2 separate regions of the Ovis aries genome follow, and region 1 is linked to region 2. Evidence: chromatin contacts called from public Hi-C data. All regions are on one chromosome and are shown on one strand. Each heading gives the region's core, a stretch centred on a gene start, on an enhancer-like site or on the middle of the called end of the contact. The rest is flanking DNA. Distances are from core to core; before and after follow the strand shown.

Evidence for each region. A called contact is a pair of places that touch in the nucleus more often than the background predicts.
Region 1: a Hi-C map of tail adipose tissue shows a contact between it and region 2, with 2.1 times the contacts expected there. The contact joins the promoter of RANBP9 here to the enhancer-like site in region 2. A contact is called at or near these places in 3 of 16 Hi-C or Micro-C datasets (blood, skin fibroblasts and tail adipose tissue).

What each region holds. Positions count from the first base shown.
Region 1 is chr20:42,148,250-42,151,443 of ARS-UI_Ramb_v3.0, reverse strand. RANBP9 (RAN binding protein 9) reads right to left here and starts at 1,306. Exons shown (of 14, transcript XM_027959166.3): 1 at 338-1,306. The coding sequence starts at 932.
Region 2 is chr20:42,103,059-42,105,992 of ARS-UI_Ramb_v3.0, reverse strand. No RefSeq gene overlaps it. Among named protein-coding and RNA genes, the nearest start is that of MCUR1, 35 kb to the right of the region's middle. Within about 2 kb of position 1,437, at least 6 of the 54 cell types and tissues checked have an H3K27ac peak or open chromatin away from gene starts, as enhancers often do.

The DNA of each region.
Region 1 (3,194 bases), core at 57-2,556, 46 kb before region 2:
CCATTCCTCCCGCCGCCCCCCACGTAAGAGGAGAGCGCCTGACCCACCACCACCTGGAGAACAATGTAAACCCAACTGAGAACCCACAGATTTCCTCTATCTCGGCCCGACGATTTATCTCAAAAGGCAATCAGAAAGCGAGTTACGTCCTGTCATCCTGGATTCCCCCGAGGTGTCCTGCTCCGGGCCTGGGATTACCAGCTCCCACTCTACACGCAGGGAGCCTTAACCCTCACCACCCCCTCCCGCGATCGCCCCCCGTGGACCCCGAGCCCGGCCCCGGAGCAGCGGGCGGGCCGCGGGCCCCGGCTTCCTGCGCACGCCGCACGCCCCGCACCTTTGTAATGCACCCGCAGGTTGTTCTGAGACAGGCCGATGTAGCTGAACTTGTCCTTTGGGCTCCAGGACCGCGGCAGCGGCGTCTCCTGCTCGTCCACGGCAGGGTAGAGGCGCTTCAGCCGTCGCTGCAGCTCCTTCTCCTGCTCGTTCAGGGCCGAGTCCCCGTGCGGGAAAGGCGCCGCGGCGCTGCCGCCTGACGCCGGGGCCGGGGCCGGGGCGCCTCCAGCCGGGCCGGGGCCCGCGGAGAGGCCCGGGGGAGCGGGGGGCGCGCCGCCGGGGGCGGCCGCCGAAGCGGGCGGCGGCGGCGGCGGGGGCGGCGGCGGCGGCGGGGCCGCGGTGGCCGGGGGCGGCGGCGGCGGCGGCGGCGGCGGCGGGTGCAGGAGCAGGGCGGCCGCCGCGGCCCCCAAGCCGCCGCCCGCGCCGCCGCCGCCGCCGCCGCCGCCGGGCGAGCCGGCCGGAGACGAGCCGGCGCTGACGGCCGGGGGCGCCGGCAGGACTCCGGGCACCGGGGCCGCAGCCGCCGGCGGGGGCGGCGGGAGCTGCTGCTGCTGCTGTTGTTGTGGCGGCGGCGGCGGCGGCGGCTGCCCGGACATCCCGGCCGCGACTCAGCCTGCGGCCGCCTCCGCCTCCTCTCTCCTTCCTCCTCGGCTTCCCGGGGGCGCTGTGGCGGCGGCCGCCGGCACCAGGCGCCCAGTCCGCCCGCCCCGGAAGCAGGCGGCCGGCCGCGCGCCCAGACGGAGGGAGCGCGACGGTTGGGGGGCTCGCAGCCGGGGCAGTGGGTGAGCGGCGGGCCCCGGGCCCCCGAGAGAACGTTAGCCGGAGCGCGGGCCCGGAACAAGGCGCCGAGGCCGCAGCGAGGCGGGGCGGGGGGTGAGAGCGCGGTGCCGGCCGCCGCGGCCGCTGCTCTCGCGGCTGTTTCCCTGCGAGCGGGCCGGGCCGGCGCGAGACGCTGCGCGCGGGCGGTGCTGCGAGGGGGCGGGGCCGGAGCGCGAGCGCGGCGCGGGGGGCGGGGCCGGGCGACGGGGCGGGGCCGGGCGAGGGGGCAGGACCGGAGCGCGAGACGAAGCGCGCGGGCGGTGCAGCGAGGGGGCGGGACGGGAGCTCGAGGGGGTGGGGCCGGGAGAGGGGGCGGAGCCGCGCGGGCGGCGAAGGGCGGGCCCGTGCAGGTCCAGCCGCCGGGTCCAGGCTGCTAGTGGGAAGCGCGCGGTCGGAGGAGGATCGCCGGCTGCCGGCAGGCCGGCCGCTGGCGTCCCCGCCTCTGCCGGGAGCTCGCCGTATCGCCCCGCCCGCCCGGCTGGCAGACTCTCCTCCTACCTGACTTCTTTTTGTTGCCGTCGCCCCGCCCCCGCCACCGTAGGGTCGCCGCTGGCGCGACCGGGCCGTTTCCCATCCAGGCGAAAGCAATCGAGCCCCGCTGGGAAAGCCGCGAGCCCGGTCGGCTGACCCCCGAGACCAGCGGGACCGCCCCGGCTCCCGGAGCCCAAATCGGGTCCGTGAGTGAGCCGTCCGGGCCTTGCCCGGGTTCTGCTCGAGCTCGTGCCCCCGGACAGGGCCCTGTTTGCCGCCTCCCGCTTGATGACCCAACTGTTCCGCATCCTTCACAGTTATGTTAATATCTATTTCTAAAGGGAAAGTCTCCCACTTAAACCAGAGAGCGTCTTATTAACTGATTTTATGAGGCCTTAAAAGTGAACCTCTGGTGGCAGAAAGTGTCACTAATTTATTAGGAGTGCTAATAAAGAGTGGCATGTCATCGGAGAGCAGGGACACGAAATTACAAGTTGTATTTAGGAAGGGCTTCTGCTGCTGCTGCTGCTGCTGCTGCTGCTGCTGCTAAGTCGCTTCAGTCGTGTCCTACTCTGTGCGACCCCATAGATGGCAGCCCAGCAGGCTCTTCTGTCCCTGGGATTCTCCAGGCGAGAATACTAGAGTGGGTTGCCATTTCCTTCCCCAGTGCATGCATGCATGCTAAGTCGCTTCAGTCATGTCCGACTCTGCGACCCTATGGACTGCAGCCCACCAGGCTCCCTCGTCCACAGGATTCTCCAGGCAAGAATACTGGAGTGGGTTGCCATTTCCTTCTCCAGGAAGGGCTTCTAGAGGCGTCCAAACACTTTGCAGACTCGTTAATTTTCATAACAAACATCTTTATTAGGTAGCAATGAATTATGCCCATTTTAAAAACAAGGAACTATTCACTGAGATCAGCAGAGTCAAAAATAGGACTTCCTACTTTGCAATTCCCAACAGGGCTTTGCTTGGTCGACTGATTGGCACAACTGGTCAAGGGTTGCTCTCCGACCCCTCCCAAAGTTACTATTTTGTTTTCACCACTTCTCCTTAAGTTATCCTTTACTTAGCTGGCAAAATCGAATTTTACAGTGTGTAATCTACACGATATAAATTCTAGTGTTTTGTTTACTTCCAAAGGTATTATGATGGTAATTGTTTGGCCAAATAAGCAAAGAACATTCCTTGCTGAATAGAGAATTATTTGTCTTGGAGAGAGTAGGTAGGTAAATGGTGGCTTAATTGAAGGCCCTCAAGAGCTGGCCAGAACTAACAGTCATTCAGTCTAATTTCTCTCTCAATTACCCAGCCACTAGATGCCCTGTTGCTCTTTAATAAAAATACCCTAAAATTCTAACCTAGCACTTGATGACTTTTTTCAAGCCACTGCACTTTAAATTACATGAAGTCATTGTGTTTAAATTGTTCTAAGATTGTCATTTATATTACAGTAAGGAGTTAATTGTAAGCCAAGCTTTATTTGAATATTGGCTAGCCAAGGTAGAATAAGTGAGCTCCAAGTCTCATCCAACTTACTTAAAGTAGTCACCAAGGTTTTATTTACG
Region 2 (2,934 bases), core at 188-2,687:
TTCCCACCACTTTGCGACTCAAAAGGAAGGGAATGATCGTTTCCGTGGTAGGGTGTGGTATATTTAGCAGAGTGCTGAAAGCAAGTTCAACACAAATGACCGATGTTGGCAGATTGCACAATTCTCGAGTTATTTTTGTGATGGGCAATGTTCTCCTCCCTCTTGAGCTGGCTGATGATTTCCAGTGAATAGAAACGCGTCCAGCGCAATCCAGTTAGCCCACACTGAATGTCAAGCATCCATGGGAGGTGCTGTGTTGACACTCTATTTTCATGGACTCCCAGTCTAGTGAAGATGGAAAATGACATGCGGTTGGGACATTCGTTTGTAATTTGCACTCTTGGTTTGGAAGCGGGTCATCCACTCAGCACAGAGAATATAAAAATACACCGTAAGGTCACCACAGCTTCTGAAGTCAAAGCCATCATCTCTTGTGGAATCAAAACATGTGTAGACACATCATGAAAGTGTTTAATATTCTTTACGTGACCAGGCATGGGGCTTCCCTGTCCAGCCTGGATGAGCTATCTAGATTTGGCTTGGCAGAAACTCAGGTGTATACCCGGCTCCCTGCAGTCAGCAGGTGGCACATTCACCACCAGCTGCACTCTTTTTGTGATACTGCCAGCAAGAACGTGTTCAGTGCTACTATTGATTACTGTTGAATCTAACAGATATCATCTCTCCAGTCAACAACCTTTATCCATCCCAGTGGACGGGGCTGAGGACAGTATCCTTGATGATGAGTCACGTGCACCCAAGAAGGCAGTCAGATTCCATCTTCATATTCACTTTATGATTGTTCGGAGATGCCCAAATTCTTTCTGGGGAGCTGAGTGCAGGAGTCAAGGGGAGTTTTTTTTAAACAGTAGTATATTAAAAATATTTATTTATTTTTGGCTGTGCTGGGTCTTCGTTGCTGTGCACAGGCTTTTTTTCTAGCGGTGGCAAGCTGGGGCTGCTCTGCAATTGAGGTGCGAGGGCTTCTCATCGCAGTGGCTTCTCTTGTTTCGGAGCAGAGGTTCTAGGGTACAGGGGCTTCGGGGGTTGCGGCTTCTGGGCTCAACAGTTTCTCCTCCTGCTCTAGAGGACAGGTTCAGTAGTTGTGGCGCACGGGCTTAGTTGCTCTGAGGCATGTGGGATCTCCCCAGGCCAGGGATCGAACTCATATTTCCTGCATTGGCAGGCGGACTCTTTAACCACTGAGCCACCTGGGAGGCCCCCCCCAAGAGGAATATCTGAGTCAGTGACTATTTTCCAAGAGAAGCCTTGGCACTGAATCACCAGATCTCATTTTTAGAAAGGATTACATACTCATGGTAAAAAAAAATAAATAAACAATACACACTGAAGAATGAGTGTCCCTTAACCACTGAACCTCTAGTTCTCTCCCCCAGAGGCAAGCACTGTTACCATTTTTCATGTGTCCTTCCAGACAGAAGCTACATATGGAAGAGGAGCTTTGATTTCTAAAACGCAGTTTCATACATCAGCTGAAGTGGTTCACAAGACACCTTTTCCAAATACCTCTCCATGGTAACGTAACTTGGGAACACACACAACACAGACTCGCACGCACACAGGCAAGTACACACACACACTCACTCTCTTTAGCATAAAATGGAGAGGAAATGATGCAAGAGAAAGTGACTAGGAAATATATTACCATAAACCGCAGCGGTTAGTGATTCTCAGATGGTTCCAGACAGCTTTTTGTACAGAAATAGCCCAGCAAGAACACGCCAGCCCACTCAGACTACAGACTGAATCCCAGGAACTTGCTTTTTGTGCGACCTTCCCTGTGAAGTTCAAGTTTAAACACATCAGAGCTTGGCAGGGCTGCAGGCGTACATTAGCTGACAGAGGAAACACTCTAGGTCCTCAGGCTCCCCTGGTTTCCTCCCAGTGAACTGGTAGATTCTTCTCGATGGCACCTGCTCTTCCCCCATCCCCAGCAACATGCAGAAACCAAGAACCCCTCAAGTTACTCTGGGTCACAGAGTTGGATAAAAACCCACCTGACTCTCACACTCGGAAGGAAAGGGAAAAAACAACCCGGGAAGTAGCAAGTTAGGATATATATGTATATGTTTGGTAGAAATAAGAAAAACTGTTCTATCCACCAGACTATTCTGAAGCTAAGTGACAGGTACTGGGTGGTGGTTTAGTCGCTAAGGCATCTCCAACTCTTGTGACCCCATGGACTGTAGCCTGTCAGGTTCCTCTGTCTACGGGATTCTCCAGGCAAGAATATTGGAGTGGGTAGCCATTCCCTTCTCCAGGGGATCTTCCCCATCCAGGGATCAAACCCACATCTCCTACATTGCCGGCAGATTCTTTATCCCTGGGGCCACCTGGCAAGCCCAATGGATGGGTAATGTTGTTCAGATTGGGAAGGTGTATTTGTCTCCAGAGTGGAGATGCCTGACTAGTACCTTGATAAGCTGTGGTTCTAGAGACTTGCCATAACTGAAATTGTTGAGGCCTGATAGAGGCCATGACTAAAATAGGCCGGAGCAAGCATCCCGGAAACAGCTGAGACACTGCCCAGGTGGGATCAAAATTACCCCCGCCGGTGACGAGAGGACTCAGCCTGTCAGCATGCTCCCCGTAGCCTGGTCTGTGCCAATCGGGACGAGGATAGAAATCTCCTAAGAAAGCCCGCGCGCGCGAAAATCTAGCCAATTAGTAGATGCAGAGAAACCCTTGTAACCAATCCAACCTTGCCAATTCCCTGTCTTTGTCCTAAACCTATAAATACTACTGTAACCCAGGGCTTGGGGCCCTGGCTCTATCCCACTGTGTTGGATGTGGCCAGGGCCCTGGCTCAAGCTAGCAATAAATTCCCTTTTTGCGTTTGCATTGCCGTGGATGTCTTGTTCTCTCAGTTCTGGGGATTTGGACCTTGGGCATAACAAAATGTGAATGAGGACA